Regions from separate parts of the Pan troglodytes genome. Here region 1 is linked to region 2. Evidence: chromatin contacts called from public HiChIP or PLAC-seq data. All regions are on one chromosome and are shown on one strand. The core of a region is the stretch at or near the end of the contact, and the rest is flanking DNA. Distances in the headings are between cores, read along the strand shown.

Region 1 (7,884 bases), core at 2,067-4,566, 350 kb before region 2:
TCTCATTGGCAGCTTTTGTATATTCTTAAAAGGTGATGGTAGAAAATGAGTCTAAAAGGTTTCAGGGAAGTCGGGGGCGGGGTGGGGGGAGATTCAGCAGCTACAAAATTTAAAACTACTGGGCTTGACTCCCCTCCCCTACTCCCTTCCACCTTCTGTTTCCTCCCCTTATTTACCCCCTCCCCAGGCTGGAGGAAAGGGAACAGCTCTAGCCAACTTGTCAAAATAATGCTGCTAATTACCCCTGATCTCCTTTAATGGGAAGCTGCTCCTAACTCCACAAAGGAGTAAATGAGGGGTCTACAGCACAAACCCGGGAGCACTGGCATTTTTTGAGCTTACAGTGAGCTGGGGGTGGGGAAAGCGGCAGAGGGGAGTGTCCTGAGAAGGTCCCAGAAATCTCCACATTGATTACTCCAGGTTTAAATACTAGCTTGAAAGGGGAATTAGACTTTATGTATTGCCAAAAGCTATTGGTATTCTCTTGCTAAGCATGTCACCAACTGCTGAATGTTCAGAGCCTACTATGAACTTGAAAGAAAACAGAGCATTGACCCCTGCATTGATCCCTCTCTCTCCAAATACATTCTTACCCACATTGCTTTCCTCTCATGGATAGAGATGTATTCCTACAACACCCAGACTTTGAACATGTTTTGCATCCTTCCCTCTCCTCGCCTCTCCCTGTCTAATATATCTCTATCAAGCTTTGCGTTTGCTAGGAGGCACACCATTCATTTCAGTGATCTCTGCTATTGGGTCCTGCATGAAAAAGAAGCTGAGCAACATGATCCCTTTGACCCACTGCTGGAGCAACAAATTTATTAGAAATATAGGCATGAGAAATGAAAGGGAAGTAAAACAATTCCAGCTTATTGTGTGTCTTTCTTTCATACTGCTAATCCGGTTTACACATCACGCCTACACGTCTCAATAGGGCATTATACACTGTGGCAGAGGCTGGAGAAAATAAAAGGTGTGTGTGTGTGTGTGTGTGTGTGAGAGAGAGAGGAATGAGGATAAAAACGGGAGACATATTTTAATCCACATTGATTAACCTCATCAGTTTATCTATCTGTAGAAAGTTGAAGATAATTTGTAAAACAGCCTTTTTCTTTTCAGAAAATAATTCCAAATGGTTCTAAGTTTTGTTCAAATAGCTTCAAAGATTATGACTACTTTATAACCAGAAATTAGATACACCACTCACAGTGAGTTTGAAATGAAGCTAATACCCCAAATTGAGAATGGCGAGGCCTATTGATGTCTACCTTGATTCAACATTTTAATTGAAACAGATCATGGACTCAAAGGCATTTTATAGCCTTGTGGAAGGAAGCTGGGTGACAACTGGAACACACACAAACTCACAATCGAAAGCCCCTTGTTTTACAACTTGGGCACTCCATGCACCTGAGGCAACAATTTATCCGGAGTACCACCCAGAAATTTTAAGTTGCAATAACAAAGGATGACACCATAAAGCATTGTCTTTCTTTGTGGAGGCGATTAATTGCATGCTGAACTACTGTCGCCAATAAACACAGAAATAAATAAAAACCTAAAAGAAATGAACACACACAGAATGCTGAAAAAGGACTATTGTGGTAGTTCAAGACCTCAGTGATCCAATTATCAAATATTTAGAGCCACCCATTGTGGCTCTTTATTATTTATGTCTAGTTCTTTTGTATTTCTCCTCCCCAGGGAGGAAGAAAGGATAAAAAGGGAGGAAGACGGTCTTCTCTCCCAGGTGCAGGAAAACAGGTCTGTGGGTGTCTTCCACAGCCACCCACCCATATGGTTCTTCTTAGGTGATGGAAACAGATCAGTTTCCCTGAGAGTGTGCTCATCCACACGCTAGCATCATTTTAAACATGAACGTACTAAATACGTGGAGACACAGCGCATGTCACCCAGAGGCACAGTTTCTGGGGGTCTTGGGGTTCAGCGCTGGGCCCGGGCCTGTAAAGTGAGAATCGGTCCGGCCCGCCCCCGGGCTCCCCTGAGGCCGCACTCTGCACTCTAAGCACTGGGCTGGTCGCCCATCTCTGTAAGGGTGGCAGCCACCCAAGCGCCTGAATCGGTGGGCATAAGAGTCACACACACCACCTCTCTTACCCACCGCCCCTTCCAGAACTCCAAAAGCCTCTCTGGCCCTTTTCCCGCAGCATGGGAGGGGAGGTGGGTAAGGTGCGTCTCTTCTAGCCCGGGTGTCCCGCACCCCTAGGCGTGCGTGCGGGCTCGAGAGCGGGTCTGCGGGGCGCGAGCGTGCCCTTCCCTGCGGCTGCGGCTGCTCCCGCGAGCTGGCGGCAGCGGCTTCCGCGCGCGCGCTCTGAGCCCCCTCCCCTCGGCGCTGTCACTCTCCGCACCAGCCCTTCCATCACCAGCTCTGCCTCCGCTGGCGAGTCAGTAGCCACCACCAGGCTGATGAGCGGAAGCCAAGGTGGCGACCCTTTCAGGCGTGAAAATGGGAGCTCCGGCGACCCCCTCCGTGAGAATTCCCCCCGGAGCCGTTCCTCAGCCGGGGCCCGCCGCGGCCAGCCCCCTCCCCGCCACGCGGGGCTGGCCTCGGGGGCGGGGGCCCGGGCGTGCGAGCGAGCGTGGAGGCGCGGGACCCGCGCTCCCGCGCCCAGGCGGCGCAGCCCACCCGGCCCCACGGCCCCTGCGCGCGGCCCGCCCCTCCTGCCCGGCGCTCGGGGCTCGCTCCTCCGTCCGCCGCGCGGGGCGTCCCGCGTCCCCGTGTCCCCGCGCCGCCCGAGGAGCACGGCGCGCGAGGGCGAGGTGGCGTCGGCGGCCGCCGCGCTGGCTGCACTCACCATAGCCGGCCGTCAACCCCTGCTCGGAGCGCGGGTGCCGATGGCGCGGACGCTGGGCTTGGATTTCACATCAATTCCTTTTTTTTCCCTGGCCCCCCTTTCCTCGTCCTCCGCTCCTCCGTCTTCTCCCAGTCTTCCCTCGTCTCCCCCTTGCCTTGTCGCTGCGGGTCTCTTTGTCTCCCCTGTCGTCTTTTTCTTCTCCTCCGTTTTCTTCTTCTTCTCCTCCTCCGTCTTTACAAAAGGAACGGAAAGTGTAAAAACCCCGGCGCGCTGGGCCGCCGGAGGCTTTCGGCGGAGTGCAGCGCGGACTCACAATTACAAGCCTGTTTCTATTAAGCAGTTCCATGGCCCTCGGCGTGGGTGGTCTGCCGCGCCATAGGCAGGACCTGTCAGGGTCACGTGACGGATCCGAAAACTTTACCCCTTTACAATAAACTCAAGGAAAGCAAAGTAAACTCGAGGAACGTGCTATCAGCACAGCCCTCCTGGGTAAACAGGCGCTCCCCTCCCCGCCTTCCTGGGAGGCGCCCTGCCCGGCGAGCTCCCGCGAACCTAGCCACCCTCTCCCCGCCCCCCGCGGCCGTGTTTGCTGGGGGCCGCCGGGCTGGGGGTCTCCGCGCGCTCCCGCGGCTTCTCCACCTTGTGCTCGGCTCCCCCGCCCCCGCAAACATTATTTGCTAACATTTGGCCATCTTGTCCCAATGCCGGTCGGGGGAGGTGTGGGGAAGCAAGGAAGCTCCTTTTAGCATCCTCAGCGCTCCGGGAAGTGGGGGGTTCCCAGAGGACTGCAGAAGAACACCACCTTTCATGCTTGCATTCTCAAAGGCTTTCCTTCTCGCATTCCCACGGAAGCGCGGAAAAGCTGGGAGCCTTCTAGATGACAGGCCTACGGGCCGCCAGGGAGGCGGGGAGCAGGAAAACCGGACAGATCACAGCGCCTTCCCGGGGAAATTTCAGCACGAGATGTGTGCGGATTCCTGTCGGTCCCTCGGAAGCCGTTTCTTCTGAAAGAGACCAAGGTGGCGTCCCTTGGAAACCAAGATTGGTAGCTGGTCCGAAGAATCACGGATTGACATTTGCTCCCTTTCTCTTCTGATTCCTGTGGTTTCTGGGGTATGCCACCCAAATGCTCCCACCTACTGTGCCGTCCTGTGCCAGGCGGCCTTGGGTGACTGGCCTAAACCTAGGAGCTGGTGGGTCGCGCTGATAACCCTGCTCTCGCTCAAGACTGAAGCGTTCTATTCGGGAGCGCCCCCGCTACAATGTCTGACATTTTATCTGCTCAACCCCGCCGCTGGTAGACGGTGTTTCACACGCTGCGTCTTTAAATGGGCCACATTATGAATAAAGATGAATTACAGATACAAGGGCAGGGTAGAGGGAGTGAGAACATTTACTGCAGCTCTGAAGAGCTGACTAGCTGGTCTTGAAATAAAGCCAGACTCTTCTCACTTCATTCTGGGCTGACAGTGTGATTAGGTGTGTGTGTGTTGGGGGCGGGGGGGGGGGGGGGGGGGGCGGGGCGGGGGTAGAAGAGGTGCCCCATGTGTTATTAAATAATAATAATCATCCTAGGAGTTTTGGGATCTCCCTCCCACAAAGATGACATAGCCATTCTTGAGCAGAGTCATTTGAGTTTCCAGAATGTATGTGTTTGAGACACGTTAAGTAATTAAGCATTAGAAGGGGGGCAGCCCTGTGAATTTGGCTGGTCCAGAAGGTCATTTTCATACCAGTGACTTCAGTCAAAAATGGACTCAAATGCATATTGGCTGACCATGGATTCTAAAAGTCACAATAGTTGTAACAACAACAACAACGAAAAACCCAACATTTCCCTTCGAAACACTTCCCCCTGTCTTTTGGTGTCATATCAAAGGGCCCTGTTTATCTATAAATGTGAGTGGGGTTACGAACAGGAAGGTATACATAATCTCCAAATAGAGGGGTCTAGAATATGAGGGAGAAAGGGGGATAAGAAAAAAGAGAAACAGCTGACAAAGGGCATTTAAATGGCCCACAATATACAGTTGCTAGGAAAATTCCAGCAGAACTTGAGGAGTTTGCTTTTTCTAGTTAAAATGAAGACCCTCATGGAAGCACACTTGGCTACATGCTCCTGCTGAGTGGTGGCCAAGGCTGATACTCAAGAGTGGACACTAGTTTTGTGTGGCCTAGGACTTAGGCAGCTTTCAGAGTGAAGGGGGAGGGGGGAGCTTCTTTAGCAACTCAAAACTGCAAACACAAAATTAAGTACAGGGCCTTGAAGTGGCCTGGGCAGGGAGGAGCCCTAAAGCTACCTGGGCTTCTAGGAAATCGCCTTTGTTGAGTGTGCAGACAGGAGGACGACAGAACTACCCAGTCTTTGTGGTCCTGGTGGTCTACGCTGTCCCTTAGTTAGGACTGAATGTGTTCATATGAGTCTTATCTTAGTCCAAGGCTTTACAATTGGGAGCAAAGACAAGTTTGTTTTGTACAAGAGTGTAAGTACTTAGAGTTGGGCAGGAGTGGCATAATGAGGCAGGGAGTAGAAAATCTGGTGTTAAAACGTACAAGTATAGGAAGGAGGGAAGCCGCTTGAAATGTTCTCTCTTGTAGAATGTAAAAAGTTCCTCTTCAAAGTTTCCCCTTCCCTTCTTGTTAAAGAATAAATCATAAGTGTTAAAAATAATAGTTTCTTTTAAAAACTAACTTCCTTCAAGCCTCCTTGCTTTGTGCTAATAACTCTTTGTTAAGCCCTGTCGTATGTAGCTGTTAAACATGCTCACAGGCACATAGTACATTCTATGTCCTTGTACCGTAACCAAGATATTTATGCTGGACATGCTCACAGGCAAGTTCCAGCTGGCAGCCTATGGCCCTTCCCTGTATGGCACAAGCAACTTCCTGTTTTCCTTTGTCTTTCCATTACTTTTACCTATTTAGAAAAGTTTTAAACTGTTAGCCAATCTGGTTTTAGTTTAGATTGTGAGGTCTGGCTCCAGCCAATGGAGACAGGACACAGTCTCAGGGACAAACTATGTAAGGGATAAAAATTGCTTCCCTCCTTTGTTCAGGTGTGCTGTCACATTGTTTCATCTCCAATGAGCACCCTTTCTGCAGAAAGTAATAATGGCCTTGCTGAGAGAATTAAATTTATGTTCGAGTGCTGTTTCTTTGCAGCACCAGGGAACAAGCATTCTGTTTCTAAATAAACATTTTCCATGTAACGTCTCCCAAAAGCAACCTGTCTGTCTTTTCCTTCCTTTGAAATCAATCTTCGCAGATTATGTCAGTGCTGTGCCTCTCTTCTCTCCACTCTCAGATGCTAGAAGCATTAAGTCAATGATATAGGTTCTGGTTGGGGGTCAGGGACTCAACACCCTTATGTGTTACCTTCTAGTGGTTCTCTGAGACTCCCACCAGGGTGGGCCCTCTCTCATCAAACAGCTGCCTCCACACTTCTAAAGTTGCTTATGTCTCCCCACTTCCCAAAAACCAGCTCCAGTGCTGCCCAATCTAAGTCAATTGGCATGGAGGTGTTAATGGCACACAAGGCTACCAGACAACACTCAGCTCCAAGTCTTCCCAGTCTGATAAGCCAATTGGCATCAAGGTATTAATGGCTGATGAGGCTACTAGACAATACTTTTGCTGGTTAACTTGGACTTTTAGAGCCATACACAGAAGAATAATTCCAAAGTTGAAGATTTCAGGGCAGGGCCAGATGGAGATTTAGGGGGCATTGGAAGACAGGACAATAGGACTTTTGAAACAGGCCTGAAACCGACTGAAAACAGACCACAATGAGTATGCATAGGCGAGGTTGTCTTTCTGAATATTGTTGCTACTGGAGATACAGTGTTACTCTTTGTTTTTGTTTTTGTTTTTTGAGATGGAGTCTCGCTCTGTCACCAGGCTGGAGTGCAGTGGCACAATCTTGGCTCACTGCAACCTTCACCTCCCGGGTTCAAGCAATTCTCAGCCTCTCGAGTAACTGGGATTACAGGCACACACCGCCACACCAGCTAATTTTTGTATTTTTAGTAGAGATGAGGTTTCACCATGTTGGCCAGGATGGTCTTGATCTCCTGACCTTGTGATCCGCCCACCTTGGCCTTCCAAAGTGCTGGAATTACAGGTCTGAGCCACCGTGCCTGGCCCAGTGTTACTCTTGTACCATCAACATACACACTTATACACACACTTGCACATGCATACATGTGTTCACACATTCTTCATTTTAAGCTCCCCTCTTCTCTGGCTCCCAATAAAAATGGGTGCCTAAGAGTTTCCATTCATCTCCTCCCTCACGGTAACCTCCAGCAATTGGAAGGCTTTCAAATGAGTAATTGAGGGTTCAGAAGAAACATTTGCCCACATTTAAGGAGCTCTCCACCTCAAGATGAATGCTGCTCTTGCACATGGTCAGTGGCCATACCACACTGGCCACACCTTAGGCGTGGTCAGTCTTTGATTCTGGATCAGACAGATCCTCACAAGCTTTCATAAAAGTACTCTTGCTCAATGTGGGGATTTCAATTCTAAAATGACTGCCCCCCCTCACTCCCTATCCTGGCCTCTTCCTTGTGGGAGGATATTCACAAGCCAAATCAACTCTCAGAATTAGGGCTTTGGGGACTGGAGAGGTAAGAAATATTTAAAGGTGTTTGTTACAACATAGAATTAGACCCAATGAACAATTGAAGATAACTTGAGTTGAAACAAAGGAATTGTTTAAATACAAACAACAAAAAGAAAGAAAATAGGATTGCAAAACAGAAAAGGCGATGATGTTGTATGAATAGAAACACCAGAACATACAGCTTGGAAACAGAGGGGGTGGAGTAAAACCTGGAATACTATGGAATACAGGCTTTGTCGGACCCCATTGCTGAGGAGTAGGAAGGCAGTTGGAGGTGTTCGAAAAATCAGATGATAATTTCAGGACAAGAAGAAACAGAGAGATAGATACCTGTGGAACTCTCACCTCAAAAAACAATACTTACTCAAGTTGCTCTTCCTCCAACAGAGGTACACATACAAACTGACTCCTATTCATCCAGTGATGACCTTCCCATATGTA
Region 2 (7,713 bases), core at 707-3,206:
TCACAATATCAGCACCTAGACAAGGATGTCAATGCAAAGACAAAAGCTACTGGGGGAAGGAATATTTGAGAATGTCTAACTTTATGAGGCAACTAGTTCACTAGGACATATTTTCATGTCATGATTATTTCTGCTTCAGTATACACTGTAAGTACAGCAGTGAGGTTAAATAATAAACACTCAGAAAATGAGGTATCCTCCTCTTTTGTTAGTCACAAGGGTATTCCTTCAACCAGATGATACCTTCCATTTAAATCAAAATTTATTTCTGAATTTGCTTATCACTTCTATTAAGAGGTCAGCTCTGTCAAGAGCTACATCTTAACTCAATGGACCTCTGGAAAAATAAGACAAAATTACACAACTAGTCATTTCAGAGAGGGGAAAAAAAATCAAACTTCTTCCCTGGTAGTTGTAGGGGAAAAAAAGAAGCTTGATTAAAATTTCAATTTGCCATTTTGATTTTAGAGACAATGTGAAAAGAGATATAATCCATCAAAAACAAGCAGCAGATTTTTCTAGATTTTAAGATTTCCAATATCAGGGTGCATGTCAGAATCAAGAATTACAATTATAATTAGTAGTGTTTTTCGCTGTGTCGCCAGATTAGAGTGCGGTGGCGCGAACTCGGCTCACTGCAACCTCTATAGACCTCCCGGGTTCAAGCGATTCTCCTGCCTCAGCCTCCTGAGTAGCTGGGACTACAGGCATGTGCCACTACGCCCAGCTAATTTTTGTATTTTTATTAGAGACGGGGTTTCACCATATTGGCCAGGATGGTCTCGATCTCTTGACCTCATGATCCGCTCACCTTGGCCTCCCAGAGTGCTGGGATTACAGGCATGAGCCACCGCGCCCGGCCTATTAGCCAAAATATTAAACTGACATAATGGCTATGTAGAATGCAACTTTCAAGTGGATGCATTCCATTGATAATAATAGTAATAACAACACATATATTCCTTACTATGACCAGCCACTGTTTTAGGAGTTTTACTTAATTATCTAATTTTTTACAATTACCATTTTTAGGTAGTTTACTATTATTAGCTTCACTGTAATGGTGATAGGTGAGTACAATAAAACACGGAGAAGTGATCTGGCCAACAACTCACACATAGATGGCTGAGTTAGATGTTTCATTTAGGCTTAAAGTTATTGCCTGCCGGTAAGCAAACAAGTGATATTTTAAATGAAGCATTTTATGAACACATACTACTAGGTTTTAGTATCTGCCATAGAATTGAGATCTATTTGCAAACAGCCATATTGTTTTCTTAAGACACTACGTAGGCAGAATAATGATCCCCCAAAGATGTTTATCTCCTAATCTCCGGAATTCGTGAATATATTAGCTTACATGGCAAAAGGATTCTGCTGATGTGATCAAGGGCAGAGACCTGGAAATGGGAAGATGATCCTGGATTACTCAGGTGAGCCCTCAGAATCTTTTCCAGCTGCAATCAGCGGTAGACTTGAGGACGGAAGGTTCAGAGAGATGGCATATCACTGGCTTTGAAGATGGAGGAAGGGACCAAAGCCAAGGAATGTGGACAGAAGCTGGCAAAGGCAAGCTAAGGATTGTCCTGTGGAGTCACCAGAAAAGAGTGCAGCCCGGGTGACACCCAGGTAGCACTTCTGATCTACAGAACCGTGAGATAATAAATGCATTGTCTGTCAGATGATACATTTGTGCTGTTTCAAGCTACAAAGTTTGTGGTTATTGGTTATTGTGGCAATAGGGAACGGATACAGGCCCTGTCAGGTATTTCACTCAATCCATGAAATACCTTACAGTATACAAATTTTAACATGCGCGGGAGCCACTTACGGATCCGTCTATCTGTGCTGCCTGGGAGTGTCAAGAGGCCGTGTCCTTCATTCACCTCGCGCGTGGGCGGCGCTGCCCTGAAGATGCTCCCGGGCTCAGTGCAGACGGCTCAGCGTTCTCCCGCGTTCAACGAACCGCCAGAAACGTCAGACGGTACGGAGGAAAACACTTTACACTTTAACAGTATTTTTACGTTTATTTGCAGCAAATGTTGGCTTTGTATTTAAAGTATTTATGATTCACTATAAAGTGTAGGATCCAAGAAAACGCGCTAGTTTCACTTGGCCCCCGTGGCTGTCCCGGGGAGCTCTCCAAGGAAGCACTGGTTCCTGAAGTTCCTGGGGTGCTGCACCACCACGGAAGAACCAAGCTCCACAGAGAAGCCAGAAGCCGCGACCGCGGGGCCGCCCTCTGCCAGGCCTCCACCGCCTCAGCGGCCCTTTACAGCCACCGCATTCTCAATGCCCCCAGTTATTTCTAGCTTCGCACAGCGCCCGGCCCACCGAGCGACCTCAAACCTCGCGACACTCGCAACTCCCGCGGCCCTTCCTGCTACAGGCCTCAGAGGGGAGAGACATCGGGAAGATTGCTCCGCCCACAGAAAGGAAGATTTCGTTCTCGCGAGATCCCAATGACAATTCGGGAGCCCGTTCTCGCGGGATTTTCCAAGACCGGGTTGGAAGTTGCGGGGGTTAGGAGACGGAGGTCAGAGCCTAGGAAGATTCGGGGGTCGCCTTGCCGGCCTCCTGTCCTCCTCCCGCGGCGGCGGAGCCCGAGAGAACTAGGTGAACACCGCTTTGCCAGCCTCACACAGCGTCCCCTGGCTCTGCCGCCGCTCCGGACGTCGCCCTCCCGTTCTGCTTGGGTCCCCTTAGTCGCTACCTTTGCTGGGATCCCCCTCCTCCATCCTGTGGCTTCGGGTTGCCGAAGAGCGATGCTCGGAGGGCGGCCGGAAGTAGCGTTGGCCGCCATTGGCCTGCCGGCCAGCCACCTTGCTGTCCTCCGCCGCCTTCCGGGTGTTACGTGCAGCCGGGCTCGGCCCCTCCCCCTGGCCGGATGGATCCGTCGGCGCCACAGCCCCGCGCGGAAACCTCTGGCAAAGGTACCAGCTCCGCGCTCGCCCCTTACGCAGAGGCCTGTGTACTGCGTCGCGTTGGACCAGTTCGTGCCGGTGCCCTTCGGGTTGGGGTTTTGCCCTGTAGATCCTCTTCAGTGACAGCTGCAGATTGTGAACCCCTCCAGGCCTGGAACCAAATCTCCGATTCAGTGTTGAGAACGTAGACTCGGGAGTCAGCCCCTGGGATCTAGAGCTGCCTCTGACAGTTACTTGCTGAGCAACTTTGGGCAGGCTCCTCATCTGTAAAACTGGGTTCGTTACTAGGTTTTTGCGATTATTAAATGACGTGGGGAATACGCAAAGTATTTATGTGACCCCGCGTCTGGCCCATATTAAGCACTCAGTAAATGTTATTTTCATTATTTATTCTTGTATGCCCCAGTTGTTAGTGAATGGCAGAAGTTTGTTGTAAGTAGATAAATGAAGGTTGAGATATTTAGTTCAATTGAGTTTTATTGCCTATTGAGTCAGGGCATTATATTCTGCCTTAAATAGGAGGTTTAAAGAAGGTGTGATTATCTACCACAAGTCACCTGGGATGCCTTCTGGCACCCAAATGAGTAGTTTTCATTAATAATTGTGCTGTATAACAAAAGCTACCAGGTATTGAGTGATTTTCCTGAGCCCAGCAATATGCTGATTGTTTACTTGCTTTCCTTTGAGGAAGATATCGATCTCATTAAATAGATGAATTCAGAGATAAAGCTCAGAGAGGGCAAGTTACAAGCCTGAATTCTGAGGTCTAGGAATTGATGACGCTGTAATTCAGGGACCAAACATATAAATACCTATAGGAGACTGGCAGCTAAAAATAGATGAAGCTGCCGAGTGGATATTGTGACTGGGAGGCTCATTCCTTTTGATAAATCTAGTCACTCTTGGTATTTAGGGAAATTGGTGGAAGGAGCAGAAAGCTCCAGGGCCCCGAGGTGGGAACACCCTTGAGGAATGCTTGAGGAGGCCTTTGGAGTGAAAGAGGGAGAGAGAGACCCTATCACCAGAATGAGTTGAGTTGGTAATTAGTTTAAACCAAAACAAATGATTTCGACTCATTAAATTATAGGAGACTTAACCCATTTCCCTGTTAAATCCAACAGGAAATCTTAACAATTTAAGCAGTTGTTCTGTAGTTTGGATACTGAGAGATTCCATTTCTAACTCAACTGAATTTATTTCGTCCTAGAAATTATCCGAACTCAAACCCAAAATACTCCAATAAATTGTGTGATTCCCTTAAGGCTTTTTTTTTTTTTTTTTTGCACATGCTGTACACTTATCTGAGATACAGTTCTTAGACCCCTTTCCCTTTTAAATTACATTTCTCAATACTCCCTTCTCATAGCACTCTTCTTCCAATGCACTTTTTACAGTTATGTATATGTTTGTGTACTTTTTAGTTTTCTCGCAAGATATAAAGGATTTATGAGATTGATAATTTGTAATAGGCCAGGCGCATGGCTCACACCTGTAATCCCAGTACTTTGGGGAAGCTGAGGCGGGAGGATAGTTTGAGGCCAGCCTGGACAACATAAGCGAGACCCTGTCTCTACTAAAAATAAAAAATTTAGCCAGGCATGGTGGTGCACACCTGTAGTCCCAGCTACTCAGGAGGCTGAGGCGGGAGGATGGCTGAGCTCAGGAGTTGGAGTTTACAGTGAGCTATAATTGTGCCATGACACTCCAGACTGGGCGACAGAGACACTCTTGTCTGAAAAAAAAAAGAATGTGTAATAAATTCGCATGTTCATTGAATGTCTGCTGTGTGACTCTGTGTTGGTCCTGGGGATAAAATTTATAACAGTACAAACTTATTCTTGGAAAGGAAATTACTCTCTACTGGAAGGAAAAGACAAAAAACAAGTGGACATGATAATTAAATGTTATGATAAGTGCTACAGAGGCAATAAAATGATGAGATAGAGAATAATGGGTACCCTATGCTAAATAGGTGGACTGGGAGCAGAGAGACTGGTTAGGCATAATTTAGGGAAAGTTGATGGTGGCATGCTTTAAGACAGAGGTCTGCAAACTACTGCCTGTGGGCTAAAACTGGTCTGACACTTTTTTTTGTAAATAAAGTTTTATTGGAACACAACTGTGCCCATTTGTTTATGTATTGTCTGGTTGCTTTTGCATTACAAGGGCAAGAGACTGTATGGCCTACAAAATCTAAAGTAACAAATAGCTAATAACTGACTCTAAAGAAAATGTTTGCCAGCCTTTGCTTTAGAGAGATAGTGGCATGGAGGAAAGTGATTCATTTTTGAAGTAGAACCAGGATATTCTGATGGATTGGATGTAAGGAGTAATATTAAATGAGGTTTAAGGGCTGACTAATGGTTTTCTACCTTGAAAAGTTGGTTAGATGATGATGCCAGTTTTTTGTTTTTTTTTAAATGCCAGCTTTTTTTTTTTATTTAAGTTTTAGGGTACGTGTGCACAATGTGCAGGTTAGTTACATATGTATACATGTGCCATGCTGGTGTGCTGCACCCATTAACTCGTCATTTAGCATTAGGTATATCTCCTAAAGCTATGCCTCCCCTCTTCCCCCCACCCCACAACAGTCCCCAGAGTGTGATGTTCCCCTTCCTGTGTCCATGTGTTCTCATTGTTCAATTCCCACCTATGAGTGAGAATCTGCGGTGTTTGGTTTTTTGTTCTTGCGATAGTTTACTGAGAATGATGATTTCCAATTTCATCCATGTCCCTACAAAGGACATGAACTCATCATTTTTAATGGCTGCATAGTATTCCATGGTGTATATGTGCCACATTTTCTTAATCCAGTCTATCATTGTTGGACATTTGGGTTGGTTCCAAGTCTTTGCTATTGTGAATAGTGCCGCAATAAACATATGTGTGCATGTGTCTTTATAGCAGCATGATTTATAGTCCTTTGGGTATATACCCAGTAATGGGATGGCTGGGTCAAATGGTATTTCTAGTTCTAGATCCCTGAGGAATTGCCACACTGACTTCCACAATGGTTGAACTAGTTTACAGTCCCACCAACAGTGTAAAAGTGTTCCTATTTCTCCACATCCTCTCCAGCACCTGTTGTTTCCTGACTTTTTAATGATTGCCATTCTAACTGGTGTGAGATGGTATCTCATTGTGGCTTTGATTTGCATTTCTCTGAGATGATGCTAGTTAATAAGATGCAGGAAGACTATTAGTCACCATCATTTTTGACATTAGTTTTCTTCATTTTATACCCATTGTGTGGTATAATATTTGGTGAATAATTTGTGCTTAAATCACATATGTTGAATAATAGATAATAAAATAAGTCTTAAAAAATGATAGGGTAGGCAGACACATAATGGGAAATATAAGTAATGTGTTAAGAATTGCTGTAAGGGTTGCTTTAGGTTTTAAGGTGCAAATAGTACTGTTATGAAAATTGGGCCCATTGACCTATATGTTGTTTTACTTGTACAGTGGATTGAGGCTTTAGTTTGACATTAAAACACTCTTTTAGAATTTTGTAACAGTTGTCAACAGTTTGGGTCCAGAGAGTAGAGTGGGAGAGAAGGTTTTTCCCTCTGTACTCATTATTGTTATGGTAAAATAACCTCATCAAAGTTAGTGGCTTTACTTTTGAGGAACAACTGATGGATGAGGAATATAATGAGCTATTCTTGCTTTAGGTAGTATAAACATGTCATGTTGTAGTTATAAATATCTAACTGGAGGTCATCAGGAAGACCCTAGGAAACTACCAGTGGTTATCTGATCTCAGTGAGAAATGTATAAGAAAAATAATTCCTAGTGTTCTTATGTTTGTAGCCATAGAATTATTTTTGGATTCTTGCCATAAGAAATTCCATTTGGAAAATTATTTTTACTTAGTTTTCTTTATTTGATACTTTTTAATTGTACCAATAGTATACTCTGTGGACTCCCTCCTCATTCATAGTGGTATATTTTCTGGGAAAATAAAATAGCTGTACGGTTAGTCACAGAATAAGTTCATAAAGAGAGAGGTAATACTCTTTAAAGTGTAATAGGATCTTTGCAGAAAGAGATCTTAGAATTCATCTCTTAAAGTAAATATTCAAAACCCGGAAGAGGAAAAGCTGTGACATCACTGTAGTTGAATTGGAGGTTCCCATGGTTAGCTGTATACAAGCAGTGGTTAAAGTAAAGGCTTAGAGGCAGCAATATTGCAGTGAAAAGAAACAGCTGTTTGTAGAGAAAGGCAATGGAATAACTGTAAAAAAGACAGATGAACCACAAAGCATTGCTGTCCAGAGGATTTTAGTTTACTCATTACCAAGTCCTATTCACAATTACTCTACCATATCATGAAATATATGTGTATATATATGTTCATGAGTCAGGAAGAATATTTTAGTCAGTGGCTCTCAACCCTGGCTGTGCGTCAGAATGATCTTTTGAATTCAGCAATAACAACCAAACAAAACAATAAAACCAGATGCCCGTGACCCCTATCCACTGAATAAGAATCACTAGAGGTGGTGTCTAAGAATATATTTTTAAACTCCAGGGGAGATGATGACACACAGTTAGGGTAAGAACCACTGGAAATAAAGTATGTACCCTTTATTCTGTTTATTATAGGAGAATATCTGAAAATCTATTTTAGAAAAATATCTATACATGTTAGAATTTATCTTGTTCCAGTTTTTTGGAAAAGGCATTTATGTGAGGTATATATTGTTTCTCACAGCTGTGAATAAATGAGGTGTTACTTTATAAGCTAGCTTTGGAAACTTTATTTTCTTTATTCTTGCAGACA

Evidence for each region. HiChIP or PLAC-seq counts read pairs in DNA pulled down with a chosen protein or histone mark.
Region 1: an H3K4me3 HiChIP or PLAC-seq map of stem cell-derived excitatory neurons shows a contact between it and region 2, with 5 times the contacts expected there. The contact joins the promoter of PTCH1 here to the promoter of ERCC6L2 in region 2. A contact is called at or near these places in 1 of 7 Hi-C or Micro-C datasets (stem cell-derived neural progenitor cells), 1 of 1 datasets of contacts at active chromatin or transcription factors (stem cell-derived excitatory neurons) and 1 of 1 other capture datasets (stem cell-derived neural stem cells).

What each region holds. Positions count from the first base shown.
Region 1 is chr11:42,983,628-42,991,511 of NHGRI_mPanTro3-v2.0_pri, reverse strand. PTCH1 (patched 1) reads right to left here and starts at 3,316. Exons shown (of 24, transcript XM_016961227.4): 1 at 2,820-3,316. The coding sequence starts at 2,822.
Region 2 is chr11:42,630,283-42,637,995 of NHGRI_mPanTro3-v2.0_pri, reverse strand. ERCC6L2 (ERCC excision repair 6 like 2) reads left to right here and starts at 1,956. Exons shown (of 19, transcript XM_054658300.2): 1 at 1,956-2,933; 2 at 7,711-7,713. The coding sequence starts at 2,888. It overlaps LOC107976725, which reads right to left and starts at 3,188. Exons shown (of 3, transcript XM_063787654.1): 1 at 2,714-3,188. The coding sequence starts at 3,188.